Regions from separate parts of the Sus scrofa genome. Here region 2 is linked to region 1. A link is a contact called in public HiChIP or PLAC-seq data. All regions are on one chromosome and are shown on one strand. Each heading gives the region's core, a stretch centred on a gene start, on an enhancer-like site or on the middle of the called end of the contact. The rest is flanking DNA. Distances are from core to core; before and after follow the strand shown.

What was found. HiChIP or PLAC-seq counts read pairs in DNA pulled down with a chosen protein or histone mark.
Region 2: an H3K27ac HiChIP or PLAC-seq map of skeletal muscle shows a contact between it and region 1. The contact joins two enhancer-like sites. A contact is called at or near these places in 2 of 5 promoter capture datasets (fetal skeletal muscle and liver), 31 of 47 Hi-C or Micro-C datasets (adipose tissue, alveolar macrophages, blood and 14 more) and 2 of 2 datasets of contacts at active chromatin or transcription factors (alveolar macrophages and skeletal muscle).

The regions. Positions count from the first base shown.
Region 1 is chr2:61,215,393-61,221,693 of Sscrofa11.1, forward strand. It overlaps EPS15L1 (epidermal growth factor receptor substrate 15-like 1), which reads left to right. Exons shown (of 23, transcript XR_002341604.1): 21 at 596-678. Among named protein-coding and RNA genes, the nearest start is that of KLF2, 54 kb to the right of the region's middle. Within about 2 kb of position 2,374, at least 34 of the 83 cell types and tissues checked have an H3K27ac peak or open chromatin away from gene starts, as enhancers often do. A contact at or near this core is called in omental adipose tissue and skeletal muscle, where this site is marked.
Region 2 is chr2:61,368,182-61,375,443 of Sscrofa11.1, forward strand. AP1M1 (adaptor related protein complex 1 mu 1 subunit) reads right to left here. Exons shown (of 12, transcript NM_001243917.1): 5 at 6,259-6,406. Among named protein-coding and RNA genes, the nearest start is that of AP1M1, 14 kb to the right of the region's middle. Within about 2 kb of position 1,655, at least 11 of the 83 cell types and tissues checked have an H3K27ac peak or open chromatin away from gene starts, as enhancers often do. A contact at or near this core is called in omental adipose tissue and skeletal muscle, where this site is marked.

The DNA.
Region 1 (6,301 bases), core at 1,124-3,623:
AGGGGTGTTTGCAGACTGCCCCTTGCTTTTTGGGAACAGGCCCCACTGGGTACTGCGGCCTTGCTTAGCATCTTGCGCTTGTTAGTTAACAGAGCTTGATTTCATAGGTGGGCTTGTGGGTTACTCCAGGCAAATCGCCTCCTTCCCTCGCCCCGCAAAAGAGAAAGCGCAGCAAAAGTCTTTCCCCACAGATGACCTCCCCACGTAAATTGTGCAGTTGGCGGGTCCCCTTCCTCTCACTCTCCCCTCCCAATCCGGCAGGACAGAGGCTCTGTTTCCCCAGGGCATTTGTCACCCCTTTGGTGACTCTGAACATTGCTGGCTTGTGGCACAGACACAAGGCAGAGTCCCTCTGCTCTCCCTGAGCTGGCTGTCATGGCCAGGATCCAGGTCAGGACCCAGAATAGACAGGAGATGGGGGAGGCCTTTTTGAGGGGTCTGCACCCAGATTCACGACCTTGGCCAACAAATGTGACCTCCATGGGTCTCCGGCTTTAGGGGCCATTGAGAACAAAGAGGTGACATTTCCCCTTTACTCCAGGAGGTGTGTTCTGTGGACACCCTGTAACTCTGCCTCTGCTGGTGCTGCTTGCAGGTCCCTTTGGAACCTTAGACCCCTTCGGAAGTGGGTCCTTCAATAGTGCTGAGGGCTTTGCCGACTTCAGCCAGATGTCCAAGGTAAAGCCCCTCCCATGGAGCCCCTGTGCTCTCCCATTATCCTTGTGCCTCTTGTCGTGGTCTTGTTGTGGGCTGCCAGGCATAATTGTTTAATGCCACATATGTATTTCCTTGGCACCTGTCACACTCTGAAATGCATTCTCATGTGAGGTCATGATTCAGCAGACAGGGTCTGGAAAGCGCCCGTGACTGTAACTGGACCTATTTCCCGTCCTTAGGCAGAACTGCCAGAACCCTGAGTCCCTCCCTGAGGCATGAGTGCCGCAGGCTCCCCCTGCTCCCTGTTGTTTCTGACGGCCATCAGACCTCAGTGAATAAAGTCTCTGTGGCTGAACAAACTTGGGAAGGTGTTGAGCCAGAGGGCCAGCCCTGATGTGCAGCCCGCTAAGGATGGAACCGTGGGCCATGGGCCAGAAGGCAGGAGATGTGTCTGGGTCTGCCAGTGGGCAGAACCTGAGAAGGATGTGGAAAGTGAGGACTAGGCTTGGTGAATAAATGCGCAAGTGAAAAGTCAGCTGTGCAGGAAGGACCATAGTCACCCTTGGCTGGACAGGACGGTGTCTGCCCGGCCAGAGTTACATAAGCTGACTGAATATAACCCCACAGGTGGTGGTTGAGCTCATTTGGCAGGGGCTTGGGTGTGTGGTTAGAGAGTTAGATCTTTAATTTAGCAGGAAGTCAGTCGATAGATAATGTCCAAAAGGAACAGATTAAGAAATAAGAGTGGAAGCCTATGAGGTTAATTCCATAGGAAACTGCTAAGTTGAAGATGTTGGCCTTGGCGAGTGAGAAAGGGTCGAGGGCCTGCTGTTCTTCGTTCTAACCTTTGATGTCCCTTGATTTTTGACTGTGGGTCTGGTTTCTTTGACAAGGATTAGGGAAGCGGCATTAGGTGTGCACATCTTGGCCTGAGTCCCAGTCCCTGTTGCTGGCACCTGCGTTTGCTCCTCTCCTTGCAGGTGAGGGTGGGATCCCTCACAGTTAAAGAGCTCAGGCAATGCAGCCTTTGGCCCCGGAGTCATAAAGCCTTGCGATCGATCGTTGAACCCACCAGCCTTTCCTGCCTGCTCCGGGCTTGGGCACTGGGACGACCCCCTGCAGATACAGTTCTCTGATCTTGCGCCCTACCTGGGGAAGGCTCACAAGCCAGTGGTGGCGAGGGGGCGGGGGAGGGAGCCCCTGGAGTGGGTGGCAGTGGGCGCCCACCGTGGGGACTCCTGTGCCTCTTGGACCCGCGCATGCCAGCTCCTGGAGGTGCCCTGCCTGCTTCCTCCATGTTCACTCAGCCTGAGGGGTGCACAGCTCTCTGGGCACTGAGCTTTGTGGTTAGTAATGTGCGATCGTGGTGTGTGGCTTCCAAGAAGCATCTGAGATTCTGTTTAGCTTTTCAAAGAAGCATGTGAACATAAACTGGCGGTAGCAAATCTAGCTTCAGGTGGGAGGCAGAGCATCTGTTTGCCCATCGGCTGCCTCAGGAGGGAGCCAGAGGTGCTGGGATTGTGGCCTCTCTCCTTCTGGTGCCCGGAGGGAACGAGTCTACAGCCCTGACTTGGAAACTGTGACACTGATGGTTGGGATGCTATGTGGGATCAGCCAAAAGGCACCCAGGGCCTGAGATTTGCCTCATTTACCCGTCACTGCATGGAGCTGTGTGTCCTCGGCTTCTGTCCTTGTTTGCAGAATCTGTCAGCCACACGGTGGCAGCAGCTTCCAGGGAAGGCACTCACGGTTGTATTCTCGAGCCAGCTCCCTGCACAAGGCTGACCGCGGAGGCCGAGGGAGTGAGGGAGAGCTAGCAGAGGGCATGAACCAGGCCCCCTGTTTCAAGAAGGACCTGAGTTGAGGCTATTCGGGCTCATGGGGCTGCGATGGGGCCACCAGAGTGGTGGGGCCCCAGATGGCAGCAACGGCTGCCCCTCCCTCCCCCAGGCAGTGCCTGCGTTTGCTGTAGCTGCAGACTCGCCAGAGCCTGGATCTTCCCTCTTTCTGCCCCTTCTGACCTAAAGTGGCATTTTCCCTCTTCTCATTCCATTTTCCCTCTCCTTGGTCTCTTGTCCCCCGGCAGGCTGCACAAATGTGCACTTGTGACTTCAGAGCCAGTGCACCTTCCTGTTGGTGGCGCTGGGTGGGACAGAGCTGGACAGGGCTGTGGAAAGTTTGTCTCCGGTACTCCATTGTTTTGTTTCCACGATCCCGTCAGCTCCTGCTCTCATGCCACTTGCCCAGACGAATACAGGGCCCTAACCCCCAGGTCTCTGTTTTTCCCTTTTGGTTCCCTTTCTGTTTTTCAAGAACAACATCGTGTGTATAAATAAAATGCTGAAGGAAATGAAAGTAAAGTGGCAAGAAGGTGTTTCTTTTTTGTTTTTTTGGCTTGGTTTTGTGTGTGTGTGTGTGTGTGTGTGTGTGTGTGTGTGTGTTTAACATGGCTATCTTTTTCCCACCCGAGTGTGCTGGGGAGGCAGTGCATGCTGGTGATGCACGCTGGTGCTCTTTCTTAACTTCCCCCTCAGATGGAGTGTCCTCCTGCTGCCTGGCAGTGCTAAAGGAAAGTGCCAGGCAGCAATCTGACTCCAGGAGATTCCTTCGAGGTTCTCTGGGCTTGCATTTTTAGTTGAGGTCCCCCCATACCTGAGGAGATTTTTCTAGACAGTATCAAGCCTACATTACCTTCCTTTAAGAACACATTCCCCAAAATAGATATCTGAGAATAAAAATAAGACTCTAACTTATTATTTTACTCCTCCCACCCTTAAAAAAAAAAAGGTCACCTATGAAATACTTGACCATTTGTCAGCCCATTTTCAGTTGTTTTTCAAAAGCGTGCATTCCTCTTTAGGACAATTTTTTTTTTGGTTGAGAGTCATTTGCTTTAAACCAATTATTTAAACTGTGAACCTTTTATAGAGCTGCTTTTCATATAGTAGCTTTCTGTCCCTTTTTTTTTTTTTTTTTTTTTTTTCTTGTGAGCACACTTCACTCTATTCGGCCAGAGAGCCCCTACCGGCTTTACTGAAACCCTTCTAAAAATAGCGACTTTCCCTGAAGCCACTGTCTGAGTAGGAACCAGTCAGGTCCCAAAGGAGGCTTCTTGGGAAACTCAAAGTCATGAAAGTTGGGATTCGGAAATGACGCAGGCTTTTCAGTATTAGAAGTGATATAATTCCCTGCTGTGGGCGAACCAGGCGTTTACGGTTGAAACCCTTTTACCTTGGAGTGGGCCCACCGGTGCAGTGGGTTCAGACAGAAGAGGGGGTGGAGAATTGGCTTGGCCTGCGGTGTCCCCAACCAGCCAGGAAGATCACTGCGGCTCACGCTCCAGAGTGCAGTGTATGAGCTGGGAGGATGAGGCCTCGTGCACCTCGAAACTCAGGGGGAGTCCAGGTGTCCCTCTGTACCCCTTCCCCAGAGGGCATGCATTCCCAGCATCCAGGACAAGAACTGGGGTCTATGCGGGGCCTTCCGGGGCTGGTCACGCCACCTCTCCACCAAGAAAATTGGCTTTGATTCCTGCCTGCCTGTCTCAGGTTGTGGTGAGAGTGGAGAAAGCCTTGGACCCAGGGCGTGCCCTGTGCATGACAGAAGCAGAGATACTAGTGTTCCCCCTCCCTTCTGTCTCCTTAGCCCTCAGTCTGTCCTCTTTCCCAAACTGCACTCACGCGTTTTAGAGCCGAACTAAACTACAGGTCGTCACTGCACCTTGGTTCTCCTGCTGGCCCTGTCTGGATGACAGGAAGTGGTAGAAGGAAAGCGTTGCTGGGCGATGGGGGGCATGCAGATGCATGGACATCCAAGAGATGTTCTAGTCAGGTCCACACCCTTGGCTTGATGATACCATGCTGCCTTTATGCTGATGTCCTCTGAAATGCTGGGTGGAGCGATTTACACATTACCTTTTTCTGTCCTGCCGTAGCCCCGTGAGCCTGTCATTATTGTCATTTCACGGACAAGGAAATGGAAGCATGGAGCTGGTAGCAGGGCCTCCAGATCCTACCCTGACCCCCATGCTCTGCAGAACACGTTCTAGAAACTCAAGCCACAGGTCTTGCAGAGCCTCCCTGACTTTAGTGCCGAAAAGGACAAATGTCTCAAAGCCTGGGAGAGGGGAGTAGCCATCATGCAGGGGAGTACTACCTTCTTTGCTGTGCCACAGCCCTGGCAGCCCTTCTTGCCCAGGCTAAGGTGGTCTTGGTAGGCAAATGGGTCTTCCCTATGTGACCCCTTATTCCCCAGGCCTTCTTTGCTGCTCTGTCCCTTGCCTGCATCTGTACAGTGTCTCCCCCATGGGCCTGAGGACAGTGCCCAGACCTCCCGTGGGGGCTGGGCTGCCAGCAGCCGAGTGCAGGGCCTGGGACTCCTGGCCCAGGAGGCGAATGACGTGGATTCCCACCCCGACTCCCCCACTGAGGTGCTGTGTGACTAGCAGGCCACATCTCCTCCCTGTGCCTCAGTTTCCCCATGCATAAAATGGAGGTGGGGACAGTAGGACTCTGTCCCAAGGCCGTTGGAAAGATATAGTGAGAAGACCTGCATGGAGTCAGCATCTCCTACTCTGGAGGCCCTGGAGGGTGGGGTAGGATGGAGCAACCCAGGCACCCAGTGGGCTTGGTTGAGTGTGCAGCAGCCACCGCCGCCACCCCCCCCGCCATGGGCTGTCCGCCTCTCTCCCACCTGAGACTAGTATCTGGGACTAGGTGCTGGGGCACGGTGGCCACATCCCATCCCATCCCATCCCTGTAACTGGACCCAGGAGAAGCGGGGAGCCCTGTTCCGTGACTGGCGTCAGCCCTTCTCTCCACTTCTCCAGAGATGTATTGAAAGCAGATTACCTAAGATAGTCCCAGTGCCTTGTGTTTCTGCTTTGTTTTCTGTCCCTCAGCCCTCTTCACTGGGGAGAGAATTGCAGGTGCCCTTCCCTGAGTTCCCTTCCTCCATCCCTGCTTTGCGTCTCCCTTCCTTTGCTTTTTAAGGAATGCGTTAGTGTTTTTACTCCTGTGTCCACCAACTCCTTTTATGTCTGATGAATCACCTTGCTCTACTTTTTCCTGGTTATTTTCTGTTTTAGTGAAAGTGGTCCCCCACCCCTGTAGGAAGCGATCTTTTCCCTTTGGGGTGTAGCTGGTCCAAGGCCTAGCACTGTGCTGGTGCTCCAGGTGGGGTGCACACATAGACAAGTCCCTGCCCACCACAGGCAGCTGTCACAGGCAGTTGCCCTTCAGGCCACCCAGTTAGGCTGGAGGGGCCGGGGTACCCATCACTGTGGCATGGTGGCACTTGTCTTGTCAACTCCCACCGGGATGTCCAGGCAGGCACAGTTAGCTGGAAGGGGTGTTAGGGAGAGCTCTGGGAGCGGCAGTGAGGTCCAGCCAGTCTCTGAGGGAGAAGAGGGACTTGAGGTGAATGGGGCAGGTTAAACCCCCGGTTGGAGACCTTGTGTATATGGGGGCCTGGGGATGGGGGCTCAAAAGAGGTTCCAGGCACTGGGAAATTGCTTGGAGGAGACTGGGAGAACTGCAGGGCTCAGGCCGAAGAATTGGGTGAGGGGGCAGCTATGACGAAGGCCCTGCGTGCCTTGAAGAATGCTGAGTGCTTCCCTCCAAGCTTCAGGGCCATTCAGTGCTGC
Region 2 (7,262 bases), core at 405-2,904, 150 kb after region 1:
GGGTCTGAGTTTCCAATTTCTGCAGAGAAGCAGGAAAACCTGTCCAATCTTTAACTCAAGTGTGTAGAAAGTACCACATGCACACATGAAAGCTCTTTGCCTCTGAGGGAAATGGAGAACTGAGGTGCCAAGTGGATGACGACCCCAAGAAAGACACAAAACAAGACAGAAGGCCCTGGGGGTATGGCTCCATCATCTCCCATTGCTCACTGTACTCTGACCACAGTGGCCTCTCACTGTGCTCGCCTCAGCAGGAATCTGTCTGCCCCACCGTGCACAGCAGCTGCCTCCTCCTTTACCTCCCTACCAGCCCTGTCTGCCTGTCTGTCCATCTCTGTCCATGCTCTGGGGAAGGGGGCATGTCAGGCTGCTCACTGCTGGGTTGGGCATGGGAACAGTGCCTGGGGCAGCAGGCATTCAGCGAGCCCATGCAGACACGGCCCCTCACCCCTGGGCTCTGAGCTGACACCAACTGACCCTCCCACCTGTCCTTACGCTGTGGGTCCTCTGTGCTCCCCTACTCCAGCTGTCTGCCCTTAGATCCCCTTCTCTCGGGGCTATCTCTGCTTGGGGAATTGGTACTACACAGCCCTCTATAGCTGAAAGATGGGAAAGAGGGCTCAGGAAGTGGAGACAGAAGCCATGCAGTGGCTAAGGCTAATCCAAGCCCTGTGGGCAGCAACTAAGAAGGGGCTGGCCTTCTTAGCTAGGGTGTGACTGGCAGCCCCAAGCCAGTGCCTTCCCCAGGGTGGGCATGGAGGAATTGTTTGCCAGGGGATCGGCTACCTAGGTATACCAGTACAACCAGATTTCCGGGCTCTGGAGGCCATTGTTGACTCTGGAGGCTGCTGGCTCTGCAGTCAAGACTTAGGAAGGTGTGTTCTAACATGCCTGGGATGTCCACACCTGCCTTGTGCTGCCTCCTGTATGGAAGAACAGGGGTCATCCTTGGGCGGTGCCACATGCGAGGACACATTGTAGCTGGGACCCCCCTGAACTCCTGGTGCTCTCCCACACGGCTGTTTATAAGTTGCTCCCTGGGATTTACTTCTCAGCCCTGGGACACCCTAGAGCCATGTTCTGGGCTTAGTAAACAATTTAGACCAAGGTCCTTAGGCAGGAGGGTAACGCAGTGAGTGAGGCTACTGCCTTGCCTCACAGCTTAGAAAGTAAGATGGCAAATATGCTGACGTTCAGGAGAACCTTTTTGGAAAGTGCTGTCACTTAGCAACTGCATGTCTGGGAACTCAGCCCTCTAGAAATTCCTCCCAGTATGAGAGATGCCCAAGCACACGCCTGAGGATGAGCAATCCCGCTCATTTCTACACTGGCTGTAAAAGTCAGAAACGGGCATACCTAAGTGGCCCACAGGACGGGACTGGCCCAGTCAGTCCTGGTCTTCCCAGGCAGGGAGGCGAGGTCCTCTCCCGTGTGGAGTCAGGTGGGCTGCAGGGCAGATGGAATTGGCTAGCATTGCTCTTTCCCTGCCACTGGCCACAGCTATAAAACCTGGGCAGGATGCATGGACAACTACTGGAAGACTGAAAATCTTCCAGCAGCTCTGGGAAGAGCTGGGGGAGTGAGCAGTCCACAACACCCCCGGCCCTTGAGAAAGTGCAGCAGAAAGCTGGAAGTGGAAATGAGCATTGGGGTGAAGATAGAGCTTGCGGAAGCCTCTAGCTCTGGCTCCAGGGCCAGAAGGGGAACTATTGCTGCTCAGAGGGAGTATGGAAATCCCCTATTTCTCCCCTTTTCTCTATTTTCTCATATCCTAGGCTCCAGGAAATTCAAATTTCAAAAAAATTTCTGTCATTAAATCAAATAGCTAGTAGGTCTGTTCTGAAAGAACTGCTAAAAGAAGCTTTTCAGACAGAAGTGCAATTGTACCAGAGGGAAACCTGGAAAATTGGGAATGAGGGGAGAAAAACAGAAATGGTAAGTATCTGGTTAAATATGGTAGAAAGTCTTCTTACTCTCTTCCTGAGTTCTTTAAAGTACGTTTGACAATTGAAAGCAAACATTTCAACACTGCCTGACATGGTTTTCAATGTATGCAGATGAATATATAGGACAACTCTATAAAGGGGCAGTAAAGTTTCTAAAGTCCAATTGAAGTTGTAAAATATTAACTCTAAGTAGATGATAAGAAAGTAAGTATATACTTTGTAGCACCCACTAAATAAACTGTACGAAGAAAAAATATAGAATGAAGAAACAAAATGGGAACACTAAAAATGTTCAAATAGATCATAGAAAGATAAGAAAAGGAAACAAAAGGAATGAAAAACAGGGAACAGGAGTTCCTGCTATGGCACAGTGGGTTAAGAATTTGACTGCAGCAGCTAGGGTCTCTGTGGAGGTGTGGGTTTGATCCCCAGGGGGTGCAGGGGGTTAAGGAATCTGGCATTGCCACAGCTGCTGCATAGGCCCCAGCTGCCGCCTGGATTCAATCCCTGGTCTGGGAACTTCCCTATGCTGCAGGTGTGGCCATAAAAAAACAAAAAGAAACCCAAACAAATAAACAAAAAACCAGGGGAAACAAACAGAAAACAAATAATAAAATGGTATACTTTAATCCCAGCAAATTAATGGTTATAGTAAGTATAAAAGCTCTAAACATATCAAAGACAGAGACTGCCAGAATGGATTTTAAAAATGACCCAATTATATGCTTTCTATAAGATATATGACACAGGTAATAAGTTAAAAGTAAAAGGATTAAAAAAAAGGAAGTAAAAGGATAGAAAGACATATAGCATGTAAAGACTAATCAAAAGAATTAAGGAGTGATAACAGCAAAACAGACCTCAGAGCGGAAAAAAAAAAAAAATCAGGGATAAAGAGGGATAGTATATAATGATAAAACGGGTCAGTTAACTAAGAAAACAGAAGGGAGTTCCTGTCGTGGCGCAGTGGTTAATGAATCCGACTAGGAACCATGAGGTTGCGGGTTCGGTCCCTGCCCTTGCTCAGTGGGTTAACGATCCGGCGTTGCCGTGAGCTGTGGTGTAGGTTGCAGACGCGGCTTGGATCCCGCGTTGCTGTGGCTCTGGCGTAGGCCGGTGGCTACAGCTCCGATTCAACCCCTAGCCTGGGAACCTCCATATGCCAAGGGAGCGGCCCAAGAAATAGCAACAATAACAATAACAACAACAACAACAACAAAAAAAAAAAAAAAAGAAAGAAAACAGAAGAATCCTAAAACTGCTTGTGCCTAATAGCAGAAATTCAAAATATGTTAAGCAAAGACAGCTAAATTCACAATTACAGCTGGAGAGTTTAATGCTCCTCTGTCAGTAATAGGTAGAACCAACAGGCAGAAAATTAGCAAGAATTGCCAGAAGAATTGAATAATGCCATTAACCAAATGGATTTAATTGGTATTTACAGAACACTCTATCCAATGAAAGCACGATATACATTTTTTTTCAAGTGCATGTGGAACAGTCACTGAGATAGATCATCTTCTGGATCATTAAGACAAACCTTAACAAACTTTAAATAATTGAGAGTATATAAACTATATTCTCAGATCATAATAGAATTAAACTAAAAATCAATAACAAGATAACAGAAAAATCTTCATTTAAAAATTAAACAACACATATTTTATTAAATAATCCATGGGTCAAAAAGGAAGTCTCAGAGTTCCTGTCATGGTGCAGGGGAAACTAATCCGACTAGGAACCATGAGGCTGCGGGTTCGATCCCTGACCTTGTTCAGTGGGTTAAGGATCTGGCGTTGCCTCGAGCTGTGGTGTAGGTTGCAGATGCGGCTCGGATCCGGTGTTGCTGTGGCTCTGGTGAAGGCCAGTGGCCACAGCTCCGATTCGACCCCTAGCCTGGAAACCTCCATATGCTATGGGTGTGGCCCTCAAAAAGAAAGGAAAAAAAAAAGGAAGTCTCAGGGGAAATTTGAAAATGTTTTGAACAAAAATGAAAATCCAACATATCAGTATAGGATATAGCTAAAGTAGTGCTTAGAGAGAAATTAAAGCATTAAATGTTTACATTAGAAAAGAAGAAAGGTTTCAAAATAGAATCTTCAGTTTCCACTTAAACAAAGTAGAAAAAGAAGAGCAAAATAAGCTGAAATCATGAGGAAGAAAATACTAGAGACAAGAGCAGACATCAGTGAAATATAAAACAGGAAAACAAAAGAGAAAATCAATGAAATCAGAAGCTGATTCTTTGTAAAGATCAATAAAACAGATAAACCTCTTAAAAGATCGACAAAGAGAAAAGAAAGACAACATAAATTACCAATACTGGAAATGGGAGCTCCTGCTGTGGTGCAGTGTGATAAGAATCTGATTGCGGTGGCTTGGGTCAAAGGCACAGGTTTGATCCCCAGCCCAGTGCAGTGGGTTAAAGGATCTGGTGCTGCTGCAGCTGAAGCGTAGGTTGCAGCTGAGGCTCAGATTCAGTCCCTGGTCCAGAAACTTCCATGTGCCATAGGTGTAGCCAATTTAAAAAAAAAAAAAGGAAAAGAAATGGGAGTTCCTGTTGTGGCACAGCAGAAATGAATTCAACTATTTCCCATGAGGATGTGGGTTCGATCCCTGGTGTTGCTCAGTGGGTTAGGGATCTGGTGTTGCCATGAGCTGTGGTGTAGGTTGCAGATGTGGTTCAGATCCTGTGTTGCCGTTGGCTGTGGCGTAGGCCAGCAGCTGTAGCTCCAATTTGACCCCTTGCCTGGAACCTCCATACGCCTCGGGTATGGACCTAAAAGGCAAAATAAGTAAACAAACAAACAAACAAATGTAGAACTATAAAACTTTTAGAAGGAAATTTAGGAGAAAATTTATGCGACCTTGGGCTTGGCAATGAGTTTTCAGATATGGCACCAAAAGCATAACCAGTTTTAAAAATTGTTATTTGGACTTTCTCCATATTAAAAACTTGCTCTGTGAAAAGTAATGCCAAGAGAATGAAAAGCAGTGACAGACTAGGAGAAATTGTTTACAAATCACATATCTGACAAAAAAGTTTATCCAGAATATATAAAGAACTTTCAAAACTCAACAATCAGAAAACAAACAACCCAACTTAAAATGATCAAAAGACATGAAGAGACACTCCCCCAAAGAGGATATATGGAAGCACACAGAAAGATGCTTTACATCATTAATCACTAGAGAAATGAAAATTAAAACCGTGATGAGATACCTATTAAGATGACAAAAATAAAAATGTTGATGAAGGATGTGGAGCAACCGGAACTCTCATCCACTGCTGGTGAAAATGCAAAAATGTTACAGCCACTCTGGAAAACAGTTTAGCAGTTTCTTATAAAGTTAAACACATACTTACCATATGACCCAGCAATCCCACTCCTGGGTATTTGCCCTAGAGAAATGAAAACTTCTGTCCACACATAAACCTATACATGAAATGTTTATAGCAACTTTGTTCACAATTGCCAAACACTGGAAACAACCCACTTTGATGGGTGAATGGATAAACTGTGATTCAGAATATAAAATAAACAAATATAAGAAGAAATAAACTTTTGATAAACAGAGCAACTTGGATGAATCTTAAATGCATCATATTGAAAAAAGCCAGACACAAGCAGTCACTCTGTATGATTCCACTCATACAACAATCTCAAAAAGATAAAACTATGGTGATGGTGACCCGATCAGCAGTTGGGGTTGGGAACAGGCAGAAGGGTGTGACTCCAAGGGGGCAGCATGAGGGAGGTTTTTTAGGTGATGGAGTTGTTGTTTCCTGGTTATGACAATGGGTACACAAATCTGTACATGCTCTAAAATTCATAGAAATGTTGAAAATAAAATTCGACTCTACTTAATAACCAAAAAATAAATTAAAAACAAACATACATAAAAATGTTAAAAACCCCAAAAACAAGTTGCAGGAGAACCATATCTTATGCTTTCAGTTTTATAGAAAAGCAACATATGTCTGCATATCTACAGCATAAGGTCCCAAAGGATGACAATGAATTCTTCAGTGAGTTGGCCTTTCTGATAACTGAGCCTTCACTTTCTAACTCTATACACTGCTTTTTTTTTTCTCCCTTTAAATGATGTGCATGCATTCATTCTAAATAAGAATAAAAAGTAATGAAGATAAAACAAGCTTGCATTGCAACAAGGGGCTCAAAGTGAATCCTGCTGATGTACTATCACACGGAAACTGCTTCTCAGGGCTTTGCTAATTTTTAAAGTCAAGCTACTTTTATTTCCCATCATGGAGGAGACATTTTTTGAAAAGAAAATAAAGGAAGCCTACCAGGAGGTTGACAGACTCGATGACGTCCAAGAACACCTCATTCTTCCGGTATTTGATGCCCTCGGAGCGCCAGGACACTGCGTTGGTGACGGTGGCTGGGGGCCTTGGGGCCCCTGTTTCCAGCTTGTGGCCTTCCTGAGTGATGTACCTGTGGGCCCGGGCTCAGAGTTAAGCAGCTCAGGCACTGACATTCTTGAAAACAGCCCTTCCCTGCAGCAGGCTCCAGAAAAGGCAGGCTCTGGTTTGACCTGGGGCCATTTAACACAGAAATATCTTACATTTTCCAAAAACTCCAAGAAAAATCTTCAGTTACAATGACTGCACAACGGTTGCTTTTAGGGGACCAAGGAAACAGTGCTGGTGAGGAAAACAAGAAGTGGGCAGGAACTGCTCCTGCACTCGGTGTGCAGAGGGGACTGACGCCCTGGGAGAGTAACCTGGTGACCCTGACCCCACTTGGGGAACAGCAGGGGTGAGATGTGCACAAGTTATGTGGCTTCTCTGAGTGTCAAATGGGGGGGACAAACCCTCTGATTGTGACTGGAGTGAAAAAAAGTGCTTGCACAGGGCCTGGTTCACAGGAAGCGCTTAATCCACAGTGGCCTTAATTTGAATGGCAGGATTCTAAAGAAGGGAAATTTGGAGTTCTTGTCGTGGCTTAGTAGTAACAAACTCAACTAGTAACCATGAAGACACAAGTTCAATCCCTGGCCTGGCTCAGTGAGTTAAGGATCTGGCTTTGCCTTGAGCTGTGGTGTAGGTTGCAGATGTGGCTTGGATCTGGCATTGCTGTTGCTGTGGTGTAGGCTGGTGGCTACAGCTCAGATTCAACCTCTAGCTTAGGAACTTCCATATGCTGTGGGTGCGGCCCTAAAAGAAAAAAAAAAAGAGAGAAAAAATTAAAGAAGGGAGTTTTTTTTGTTGTTGTTTTTTTTTTTTGGAGTTCCAGTTGTGACTCAGTGGTTAGTGAACCCAAGTAATATCCATGAGGATGCGGGTTTGAT